Regions from separate parts of the Triticum aestivum genome. Here region 1 is linked to region 2. A link is a contact called in public Hi-C data. All regions are on one chromosome and are shown on one strand. Each heading gives the region's core, a stretch centred on a gene start, on an enhancer-like site or on the middle of the called end of the contact. The rest is flanking DNA. Distances are from core to core; before and after follow the strand shown.

What was found. A called contact is a pair of places that touch in the nucleus more often than the background predicts.
Region 1: a Hi-C map of an unstated tissue shows a contact between it and region 2, with 4 times the contacts expected there. The contact joins the enhancer-like site here to the promoter of LOC123169404 in region 2. A contact is called at or near these places in 2 of 5 Hi-C or Micro-C datasets (leaf and an unstated tissue).

Annotation. Positions count from the first base shown.
Region 1 is chr7D:505,147,523-505,153,834 of IWGSC CS RefSeq v2.1, reverse strand. It overlaps the pseudogene LOC123169855. Among protein-coding and RNA genes, the nearest start is that of LOC123169404, 39 kb to the right of the region's middle. Within about 2 kb of position 3,679, at least 1 of the 8 cell types and tissues checked has an H3K27ac peak or open chromatin away from gene starts, as enhancers often do.
Region 2 is chr7D:505,108,025-505,114,524 of IWGSC CS RefSeq v2.1, reverse strand. It overlaps LOC123169404, which reads right to left and starts at 2,499. Exons shown (of 1, transcript XM_044587242.1): 1 at 874-2,499. The coding sequence starts at 2,392. The coding sequence ends at 950.

The DNA.
Region 1 (6,312 bases), core at 2,430-4,929, 38 kb before region 2:
GGAATTTAAGGATTGCTATTTTAAATTTGAATTGAGATTGCAAAATTATTTTTGCAAAATTGGGTCTAAAATCCTGTTTATGCTCTTGAGTCTATGTTTGAGGCTTATCCAATAGAAGTTAAAGAATTCCAAACATTAGTGTGCCAAGTATCGATCCCAAACATGGAGGATGGTATTCTTTTTAATTCCAAAAAATGCAAACAAAGTTTGAAGACATGAAACTTGGTGTGGTATCATTATATGATCCTGGGATGCCATGGAAAAAAATTCAAGAATGTTTCGCAAAAATTGTGGTATACATTGTTTGGAAACCAGATCATCTCCGACGAAGAATCGTGGTTTCCAGTGAAGCGTGCCGGTTTTAAATTCACAATGTCGGTTCCTTCGTTATTTGACCGTGAAAATTTTTCTACGCTCAACATACACCATCACATGTTCCACGCGAAAATTTGAAAATTTTCAAGGTCCATTTGCTATATTTAAGCCGTTAAGGGCATCTCCTATGGCATCCCACAAAGTGGATCGACTATCCTTCCGTGGATGCATCCGAACACCCAACTGCATGCCAGAAATGCCCACCCACATTTCATACGAAAGTAGAACCAACAGGACAAATTTCACGCAAACCAAACCTAGTTCATGCAAAGTTCAACATATTACATTAAAACCGGATGATAGTTGACAAGTTTAAATAAATATACTACGACTAGTATGGGAGCCTAACCTCATCGCATGAACTTCATTGTTGTCCACTCCATCACCATCGCCATCGTCATCGTGGTCCTTCCAGCGGCAGAAGGGAGCGTAGGGGCCTGCCTCTCGCCTTCCCTTGCCGCTGTCGAAGGCGCTGGCGCGCTGCGACTCGGCCACGCCAATCTTGATGAGTTGGTGGTTGAGGCGACGCCGACGCTGCATGGACATCACTATGGTGGTCCTAGACTTGTCACTCGACCAAGGCAACGTGAGGTAGGGGTTCGCGAGGACTTAGTCCGACGCGACGTCGGACGTCACTAGCACAGGTCTACTATGCGTGTTGCGCAACTCCCATAGCTCCGCCTCCCACGCCGCCCTCTGGGCCGTCGTCGAGGTGTTGCGTGAGAACATGTTGCAGCTACCTGCCCGAGGTAATGCAGCAAGCATCCGCGTGCATTCACGATTGCCAGAGAGTCTTCCTCCTCCTTCACGGTGACCAGACACCACTAGCTTCTGGTCGGCCGACAGGGAGGTGATGTCGGCACCCTCTCCTTGTTGCGTCACTGCGTGATGCATGACGGCGATGGTGGCTTCTCCTTGACGCGGCGTCCGATTTGGATACCGCGGTTGCGTGTGGGAGGGGGCATCTCCTCATTTCCTTCATGACAGAGCGGTAAGGCGGTGACGGAGACGCTAGACCACGATCGCGGAGGGACCGCTCGAGCATGACCTACAACTGCAACTAGAACTACTTGCCCATCATGGCGGCCTTCAGGAGGAGGGGCGGCTACTAATGTGCCACGTCGTTTGAGGAGAGCATGACCTCCTCCTTCTCGGTTGGCGCGTCCGCATTGAAGCGGGACCACCTCCCCGTCTTGTCACGTCGCTCTGCCCGGCATGTGTCCACTCTAGAGTGGCAGACTACCATTAATGCACGATGAACATTCGAGAGTGGTATGCGCGAAGAGGGTTTTGGGTGGGACCACGTTGTCTGGTGCGTATGTGGCACGAGTCCAAACGGCCACAAATCTCCCCCGCGTTTGGTTCTAGTTTGCGGGAATTCAGACGCACTGCGCGTCCGCGGGCATATGTGGCTCCGCGTTGCATCAAAAAATGATTCGGAAAAAGCCTAGGTTAGCATGGAAAAGTTTGAATCGAAAGTGCATGAAAAAGTTCACAAAATTGGGCTAGAAAATTTTATTTGTATTCTAAGTCTATGTTTAGTCCTTATCCAAGAAAATTAAAAGAATTACAAACATTAGGGCGTAAAGGCTCGACCCAAACATGGAGGTTAGTTAGTGGCGGTGCCATTTCTCAAGAAAAAAAGTTAGTGGCGGTGCCAGAAATGTTGCCTTGTGTAGTCAATTTGAAATTGCGTAGTCAAATATATGAATTTACACAAATTTATTCCAATATTTCTACACCTATAAGCTAGTTTCACCAAAAAGCTGGGTAGTCAATTGACTACCCAGCTTGTACGTGGCTTCGCCACAGTAGCTTTTTAATTCTAATGAATGCAAATGAAGTTTGAAAAACATGAAACTTGGCGTGGTGTCATTATACGATCCCTAGATACTGTCAAAAATATTTGAGAAGGTTTCATAAAAGTTGAGATGTGCACTATTTAGAAATTAGATCATTTCCGACAAAGAATTGTGATTTCGAGAGCAAACGAGTCGTGTTAGAAGGCAAAGTGTCGGTTCCTTCATTGTTGGTTTTGGCGGTTGTGTTGGTGTCTTGTAGTGGGGTGCATGAATGACGGGAAGCAATGGCATTCTTCTTCTACGACCGCATTGGGTGAAGTTGACGGTGCTAGGATCAAGTGGACACACAAAAGACCCCGGTCGAGGTACCACAAAGCCTCATTCTCATCACTTTGCGGTGGTCCGGTTCATCGGCCCGAAAGCATCCTTGTATGTGATGGTGCTCCTTCAGTTCTGGGTATGATGGTAGTTCCCCTCTTTCTTCAGCGTTGTCTCGGCGATGGTAGGGGATGATGATGGGCGACGTTTTGACGTGGAACAAGATTTTGCTGAAGTGAATACCCAAGCCTCTATTGCAGGCAAAGATTTTGCCTCCAGGTTTCACCACTTGGGTGAAAGCAACATCTGAATGTTTGGCTTGCGGGCACGTGTATTAATTTGGGATGGGGGGTGGGGGGGGGGGGGGGTGTACAGTTCCGCTGTGACTCTAAGGCTTCGGTGAAAATTTTCTTAACGTGATGCATACTTCACGTGTGGCTGTAGCGTTTTTGGTGGATGCAGGACATTCGATTTGTTTCCTGCCACCCACGATCTGTTTCTTTGTTGGCTGGTGCATGCCGTGCGTTGACTGTCTGTTACGATCTGCATGCATACGTGATGGACGGCCGCCAAAATTGACAAATTTGATCTACGGATGAAATCAAATCACAAAATGATCTGTCCGTGAAATGCTGACATTTTTGTGTGACACCCGACACGAAGGCGCCACACTACATTGTGCAACGCCTCACAGATAGACGCTACACGCCTGGCCAGCGTCGCACCCGTGTGATCCGAAAATTACTAAGTCAGTGTGCAACGCCTGAGAGCTAGGCGCCACACTATACAGTGTAGCGCCTAGCTTCTAGGGGTTGCACTAGTGGTTGCTTCATTTTGTAGTGCAACCACTAGTGCAGCGCCTAAGAGCTAGACGCCACACTATACAGTGCGGCGCCTAGCTCTTAGGCTCTGCACAATGACTTAGCAATTTTTAGGCAGTCTGGGGTGCAACGCTGGCCAGGCGTGTAGCGCCTATCTGTGAGGCGTTGCACAGTGTAGTGTGGCGCCTTTGTGTCGGGCGTCACACAAAAAGGTCAGCCGCGTGAAATAGTTTCACGGGCAGTTCATTCTCTGATTTGATTTCGTCTACGGGTCAAATTTATCAAATTTGCCCTTAAATCGTGGGCATCACACCATCTTATCCCTATCCACTCTTAAGATATTTTGGCTTTCTTTCCTCTCGATTTCTCTCCATCTCTCTGGAAGGCTCCCATCAAATCCGTGCACGGCTCAACCACCGTTCCGCCACCGTATGAGCCTATAAAAACTGCTCTTCCCGTCGCTTGCTCCCAGCACATCGTCGCTCGACATGCATGTTTCTATGTCGCCATTCGTCGCTCGGCCGCCATCATCCGCCTTCGTCAAGGCCAGGCCACTGGCGTGCGCCATCAGGGCACGGGCGTGGCTGCGGCGAGCCTCCACTAGGCCGCGTACTGGGGAGGAGCTGAATCGCCATCGCCACCATACCGAGGTTGCCGCTACTGCTCATGGGGATCTCCATTGCCACAAGACCGAGGCATCCTCTGGTGGAGCGGCGGACACCACAGAGCAGCGGTGGCCCGCCCAACCTGCCGCCGCTTCGAGGTCACTGCTGCTGTGTCGACCTCGCGCCTGCCGTTGGCACCTTGAAGTCTCCGGTCCACGTCTTTGCTCAGGGAAACTGTCGCCTCGGGTAGGTTAGCGCTGAAGGCAATGCGAGGAGGTTCTCTCTGCCCTCGGCTGAACTCCTCGATGGCGAGCGCGCAAAGGTTGTGTGCTCATCCCTCTCTTGGTTATGTACCTTGCTGCCCGCGTGTGTGCTCCCGCATCCTGCTGTTGCGTCATCTGCATGCGCAGGAGCAGTAGTATGCTGCTGCTGTGTGGTGGGCATGTGCACTTGGTCCGTGTGTGTGCTAGCTAGGTGAGGGTCACTGCTCTCTCTATAACTTTTTACAAAGAAACCTCCACTCTCCATCATGCATATCTCCGCAGGTAGGCAGACGCTTCCAAGATCAAGAGAAAAGGTCCTTGGATGAATAGCTTTTGCTTTTGGTGACATGTGATGTGATTTGTTGTGACACTTCAGGTATTAGCACGCGTATAGTACTGGTTTTGACTTATGAAGTGTACCCTACATTATGTGTCTATGCTGTGTGTTTGGGGCTGCTTATTTCTAGGCAGCTCAATAGGAATAGGGTGTGTTTTATCACCATCAGCTAGGGATCCACTACTTTATCCTAAACTGCTATTAAATTCACAAGAGGGAGCATTTCAATAACAAAAGATGTCTCGCAATGGTTTATAATATCATGCATATATGTATGATGCACCAACAGTTCCATTTTTGTAGCTCTATTGCGTACCAAAAAAATTGAATTGACAATGTCTGAACAAATATGAAGTAAAAAATTATCATGAAAGGGAATTGTTTTATTTTTCAAAACTAATGAGGTTGGATCTGCTTAAAGCACGTATTCATCAGTTAACTTCACTTTTTAGGGTAATTGCATTTTAAATCTCCACAAGAGGATAAAAACAGTACTCTTTTGGAGATCATCTAAACAAGATGGACGGGCTTCACACCTCCTGTGCCATTTTATGTGTTTTAGATTTTACTTCAGGGAGCATTCATCAGTTTGTGTTCTAAATTTTACTCCAGACAGTGTCTTTGGACTGACGCCACTCTGGAGAGATAACTTTAGCACGATTGATGGTTGCTTTTCTTCCCCTGTTGACATATCTCCTTCCTCTAGATGTGAATATATTAATAAAACAAGGAATTTTTAATATTACTGTCTGACGGAGTTCGCAGATTATTCAAACTTTTTGCAGCTATGGAGATCTGTCCGGACGGTCTTCTGTCCTACCTCTGAATCGAGGATATACTGTCGCTGTATATGAAGTGTAAATATTCAGATATGTAAGCTGCCTCCTAACTTCTCTTTACAGATTTATTATCTATGAAATGCATGCAAGCAAGTCCTATCTTACAGACAATTACTCCCTTATAGATAAATCCGTTGATTCATAAATTAATTGGCCGGTGATCGGTAGATAGTCAAGTGGATTGATACCTGGAGTTTAGAGCTCAAAGTCCTTCTAACTTCTCTATTTGGCTGTATTTTCTTGACAGCTTTGAGAGAAGAAGTACTGTTGGTCATTCCTAACATGTATATTTTAAATACTAGAGAAGTGAATTGATAGTTCATTCAGTAGAGTATTAGTAGATGATGATTTCTTTTCTTTGCATTCAACTGGTGTATATCCTGATATGTTTAGTCCGTTCCCAAAATAATTTGTGAAGTAGCCTTAATAATTATACACCTTCTCTGTGTATTAGTACTCAGTTTTTTGGGGAGCTGGAAGAAGCCAGCTTATCATAATATGTGAAAATGAATTTATTTACCTGCAGTGCCTTTTATCAGTTGACAAAGTTGTTTGTTAAATAGTTAGTTAGGCATTACAGTGAAGCTTGGCCAAGGGACTTATGTTGAGGCCTACAAGGCTCGAAGAACTGTAAGTAAATTGGTGCCCTTTGATGTATATTCATTTGTCAACTAATACTTGGCCATACTAGAGAAAAGCGCACACACCCCTAACAGATTCTAAATGTATACTTGGACGACCTTTAAATACCTGGATGATATTCCGCATAAACAAAGCCATATCGTCATTTTAACGCAAGAAGCAAGCAGTGTCCCATAACAAAGATAGCTACTGCTTTTGCTGAGTAGCAAATTCATTACTTACGGGGGCATCAAGAAGAGCTCTCTGCACAAAGGATTCATTACCTGAGCAAGGCATACAATTCAGGCGGCCTTTCATGGATTCACCTTAA
Region 2 (6,500 bases), core at 1,250-3,749:
TTCAAAATAAGAACATCAAGCCCAGCACGATCCACTTAGCCCTGTAACAAGTATTGTGCCTCACCTGATGGGAAGCAGTTTGCATCTGTTATATAAGCATGTGAGGCTTAGAGCATCTCTACCCCATCCACAGTAACTTAATTCACCGTTCTATTCCCCATCCTTTAGTTGCTCATTTTTTAGGAATTAAACTTTCTTTCATATAGCCCATCCCCCAAAATTTTATCGTCATTTTTTTTGTTTTTACCCATTGAGCCAAATGCTTTCATACAAACTTCATTTGAACATATATGTTTGCAACATATTAATTCAAAACTTAAAATTTCAAGTACACACAGTTCAAATACATATCAAATTTAATGTTTCCTTCTCAATTGAAACCAATGATCATGTTTCACCACAACTCTTGCAGTAGTGTTGAAGAGAATAAGAGATCCTGATGCATCCGGAATCAGCGCCAAAAATAATGAAGGGGATATACTGCGTTGGTTGCAAAGTAATTGCCGGTCGCACGTTTAGTTAGTTTTTCCCTGCCGCGGCAACGCTCAGCTTTCCTTCTAGTATGTGACTATGTGCTCTGTTTTTGGCTGTGATCCAAAAGTATGAAAGGTTGTTTCTACAAACCTGTCTAGATGGAGTACATGCGTATTGGGCACCGACTGTTTCTACTCTTGAGTGGAGTTTATGAGCATGAACTTTGTGAACTGTGAAGCTTTATCCAAACAAAAAAAAACTTTGTGAAGAGGAGCTCATGCTCTTTTCGTGAAAATTCTATAACTATTTTTTTTATGAAAAGGGGTTTCCCCCAATTTTCATTAAGAAAAACTGATGGTTAATGTTTCGAAATTTCCGTACAAAATCATGGACGTAATATAGAAAATTATGTAGATCTGCAAAAATCTAACTTCGAACGCGTGAGAATTAAGATACTCTAGTTCCAAAACTACGATTACATTTCCCCTAGTAGCAGAGTGTTTGTGTCGAAGCGCTGGAACTGCCAGTGCGCCGTGTAGTTGCTGTCGAGATGAGTGAAGTTGTCGCCCACGCCCATGGCCATTGGGTACCCGTACCCGCCAGATGGTGGTGTATTGACGTAGTCCCTGCCGGTGACGACCTGAGCGGAGTACTCGGGCGGAAGAGTACCGTCGGCGAAGTCAGGGTAACACCCAAGTGGCATGACTGCATCGCACAACTCGTCGGCAACCCACATGGTGAGATCAGTCCAGTCGTAGTCAGCATTGCCAAAGCCAGGCGGGAGCATCTCGCCGCCGCTGGAGGAGTTGTTGTAGTCAGCATTGGCGAAGCCCGGCGCGAGCATCTCGTCCTTGCCGCCCGAGTAGTTGTAGTCAGCATTGGCGAAGCCTAGCGTGAGCATCTCGTCGCCGCCGGCTGAATAGTTGTAGTCAGCATTGGCGAGGTCTAGCGCGAGCATCGCGTCGCCGCCACCCGAGTAGTTGTAGTCGGCATTGGCGAGGCCTGGCGAGAGCATCGCGTCGCCGCCGCCCGAGTAGTTGCCGCCGACGCATTGGAAGCCGCGGCACCCTGGCTGCGTCTGGAAGGGATCGTCCAATGAGAATTGCTCGAGTAGGCCGTCGTTGTTCCCAGCGTGGAACGGCACCATCTGCAGCTGCTGGAAGCCGGCGGCGTCCATGTCCACGGGGTTGCCGACACCGTGCCCGCGCTGCTGCGGCATGAGGGCGTCGTGGGAAGAACCCTCGAGCCGGCCGTGGCCGCCGTCGGCAGGTATGCCCAGCGCCTCCATCCTGTCTCCCGTGGCCCGCAGCGCCGCGTCGATGGTCTCGAGCAGCCCCCGCGCCTCGTCCAGCGTCATGTCGTTGAGCGCGGCGTCCCAGTCCGCGAGCGCGCCGGGGCAGCCGTGCCGCGTCCGGGCGAGCTTGGCCCTCTCCTTGCCCAGCTCAGTCTCCATGTAGCTCCGGTGCGTGTGCCGCGCGCGGGCCTCCGCCGGGACGGCGCGCCGGTACCTCTCGAGCACTCCCTCCTCCGACTCCCACACGAGCGGCGGAGCCCCCGCGCCGGCGGAGCAGACGAGCGCGACCGGGACCGCGCAGAGCGTGGCGAGCTCCGACGCCTTCTTCTGCAGCCCCTTGGTCCTCCTGGCGTGCGTCTCGGCGCGCGCCCGCGCCTTCTCGATGAGCCTCATGGGGACCTTGCGGCGGGCCATCGTGGCTGCAGACCTGCGGTGCGCGTGCTTTGCTTCTTCCTCTGCTCCTCCGATCAGAGCCGCTTGGCTTGGCTTGGCTGGCTGGCTGGATGGAGCTCTCCGGGTGAAGCGGCTGGTATATATAGATAGAGTACGCGAGCAGGCTTCTGTGCGCCGGAGGCGGAGGCGGAGGCGGATTCGTCCGTCTCCCCCGAACGCGGCGGGCGCCATGAGTGCTACCTAGTGCCTAGGCACTAGGCTTAATAAGCTCTGTAATCTTGCATCAGTCTGGCTTAGCGCCAAACAAATGATGCCGTGGGCTGCTAGCTGCGGTTTAAAAGTACTTGAGGCCGTGATTAGCCAGAAAAGGCAGGTGATTATAACGTACTACTCCGGAGCTACCGGTATGGTGGGAAACCGTTTCGATACCGGTACAGGCTTTGGTGAATCCGATTTCTACTTGGCGCGGTTAACGCGGCATCATTGAGGAGCGTCCCCGATCCCAGCACGGACAGCACCGGCGCTGGTGCGTCCGTGCGCGTCCTCCGGAGGCATCATGCCCGATGCTAGATGCCGGCGGCACGCCCCGGAGCACTGCGCCGGCCGGCCGCGCGCCGCAGTTGGAACTAATCGGAGGTGGGTTTCAGATGAACATTTTGCTGATGCAGAGTTCGGTGAACCTGCTGAGCACACGCTGAACCAGCACAAAGCAGAAGCTAGTAAATATTTGACCGAGACTCGCATTGATCAAACTAGTAAATGCAAACGGTTACATCGCACAAAGTTTGTAAGTTGTAACTCAGGGTACAACAGAGCCCAGAGATGTCTTGCATGTCCGGAAGGATGACAGCACTACCAGAGCAAACAATAGGGACACCGATAACGCGCGACCGTCGGTCTGGAGCGCGCCAGATCGAACTTTTCGTTCCGGACGGAAGCGGGATCAATCGAACGAGTACAACTCGTTCCGGAGGAGAACGCCCCAGCGCGAACGCCCCCATCAACAGGGCCCGGCCTTTTTCCTGTGAAAGGAAAACGAAAAATAAAGCTCATATTAAGTTACGACTAGTAAAAAAAGGCCCAGTTTTTCTGCGATTAATAAACAACGTTCTTTTGCACGTCATAATTGCCATGGACTTTTGCCATTCTATGATTTTTTTTTGCCACGTTCAAGTTTACGTTTAAAAAAAAATGGCGACAAAAGGAAGAAATCATGGCAATTTGCATATGTGCAGTACGAAAAACTGGAGAAAAAAGTTTACAAAAAAAACGCAAAAGTTGCCATGAAGTGATATGGTGAAAAAAGCTCTCTCTAGACACATAGAAAATTTTCGGGAAAAAATGGAGAAAACATCTTAAGTTGTAATGATATTCTACATATAATCCCCATGGCAAAAACAAATTTGAAAGAACAAACTTGCCGTGTTTTCAAACTAATTTGTAATGTCCATGACAAAACATTCTCCGGATGGACATGGCAGAAAGACACAACGAACCATAGCAAAAAATGCATTTAGTTGCCATGGGAAAAGACACATCTATAAACAATACTGATTTTAGTTGTCATGCCAAATTTGCCTTGTTTTTAAACATCTACAAAACATTGCCACGTTATTTTGAACATCTTTAGTTGCCATGGCAAGTTTGCATATTTGTGAACATGTTAATTAAACGAAGTTTCTCATATTTTTGAACAAACTTAATTAAAAGAAGTTACCATGTTTTTGCACATATTAAAGTTCGCCATGGCAACTTTGCCATGTTTTTGAACATTTTAAAATGCCATGGCAAATTTGTCATATTTTTGAACATCTACAAAAGGTTGCCATGTTTTTGAACATCGTATGTTGCCATGGAAAAGTTTGCCATGTTTTCAACAATTATAACTTTGCCATGGCAACTTTACATGTTTTCGAACATGTTAATTAAAGAAGTTTGCCATGGTATAAAATTGAGTAAAATTTGCCATGGCAAAAATGGTTTAATTTTTGCCATGGCAAAAAAGTAGTACTTTTGCCATGGAAATAATTAAAAAATGCCATTTGTGACACAAGTATATTTAAGATGCTACATAGTAAAATTTACCATGTTCTATAAATTTAAGTTTGCCATAATATTTGAATTAAAATTGTCATGCTCTTTATAATAAATTTGCCATGGCGACTAAACTAAAAAATTGCCATGGCAACCTAACCTAAAATTTGCCATGTGAAAATAAACGTATTTTTGTCATGGAAAAAATGGAGCGAAAATTGCCATGGAAAGAAATGGATTAATTTTTGGCATGGGAAAAATGGAGCGAAAATTGCCATGGCAAGAAATGGATTAATTTTTGCCATGGCAAAAATGGAGTACTTTTGCCATGGAAATATATTTAAAAATGCCATGGCTATACAAGTATATTTACCGTGCTACGTAGTTAAATTTGTCATGTTCTGGAAATGTAAATTTGCCATCATATTTAAAACAAAATTTTGCCATGTTCTTTACAATAAATTTACCACGGCGACTAAAACTAAAAATTGCCATGGCAACTTAATTAAAATTTGTCGTGTCACTATTACAAAGATTTCTAAAATTTCCGTGATGATGTGTGAACTATTACAAAGATTTCTAAAAAAATGCCAAGACAATGTGTGATCTCAGTACTCGTAGCAACTTAATCCAATCACCAAATAGCAAAAACACTGCATATGATCTAGAGGAAAAAACAGAAGCAATCACAAAAAAGGGGATAGCAGCATACCACACGAGCAGCAGTAGCAGCTCCTGCTGGCTCGATCCTGGGGGAAATGGAAGAGGAAGCCGCCGACCTCCCCAGATATTGTCCGAGCAGCACCTCATCCTCTAGCACGCTGCCTACGCGAGCACCAACATCTTCCCCGGACGGAGGGCACTGGGCCATGGATGGCTGTCAGCTGTCGATGAAGGAAGCCATGTCGGAACCTCCGCGTCGCGCTTTTGTAAGGCGAAACGGCGGAGATGGAGCTCTAGGACGGAAGCCGCGATTTCGCTGGCCGTCGCGAGCAGCACCGCGCGCAGCTGCAACCCCGCCATGGCTGTCGCTTGTTGGATTGCCGCCGGAGCCGAGGAGACTCCTCTCGCACAGCGTCAAAGGGGATCACCGCCGGAGCCGAAAGGGGCTCTACCCGCAATGGCAGCCTTATCGAGAGGGTCGAGCAGCCCGGGCCGGAGGCCTCTGATGGCGGTGGGGACGGTCAGCTCGGCGACGGCGGACTCCGATGGCGTCGAGGATGGCCAGCTCGGCGACGGCGGGAAGGGAAGATGGAGGCTGCTCGGCGGCCGCCGCGGCCCACGGCCTCCGCCCACGACGGCAGCTCGAGCCGGGCGGCGCAGATCCGTAGAACACCAGCTGGTGCTTTGCGTCGCCGAGCATCGTGGCAACCTGCCCGCGGTCGGCCTCCGCCTCGCTCGGGTCTCCAGGTCGCCGGCGATGAGGATTCGGGATGTGAGAAAGGGAGTGGGGAGGGGAGTGGGAAGAATGGATAGGGGAGTGGGGCTGCGTGCTGTGGGTGGGGAGTGGCGTTCGGTCGCGACGACCGCTTCTCCGAACGCTCGACTCTGGATGATGTGGCAGGTGCTAGCTTTAAGATATGTGAGTTTTGATCAAGTGGTTCTGGACGCGTTCGGGACGAGATGTAAAAATACAGGTCGTTCCGGAGTTATCGATTCCGAACAATAGATATTTCTGAAGTCGAAAAGTTAAGCTCAACTCAACCAGCACGGAGCCAGATATGGTAAGAGGTGCAATAAGCAAAGTTACTCTACGTTGAGGATGCAGATCCCGCACGGAAGCTGAGGAATTACAGAAAGTGTTCTGATCTTTAAGTTTTTAGTCACTTTTCACCAGAAAAAAAACAAGCTTTTTCAAGCTCTACAAGTCCTACATATTGGATAGCCAGCCATTTATTTATTGCCTATGATCTACTCAAGGGATTGAAGACATCATGCCTCTTGTATTGCCCGTGATCCATTCATCTCACTTGAGAAATCCTCCTGAAACCCGGCATCACCATAGCTATCAGAGAGACCCAAGACGAATAGAATGAAGCAAACCGCAAACAGAAACACATACCGCTTCTCTCGTGAAGACTTTTGTTTTTTAAGAAAGGCAATCTACGCATGACAACTGAGCAAAAATTGTATGAGACGGTGTTTTATATTAGGATGCACCATCACTTACATATGCCTCCAAATAGTATGTTGCTAGGAGCCAAACATGTTTTTCTTTCTCGAGAGATTGCTGATGACTAATTTATTTCTTATTTCGTTATTAGTGATGGGTTCCATGAGATATTCGAGCAAACCAAACAAATAG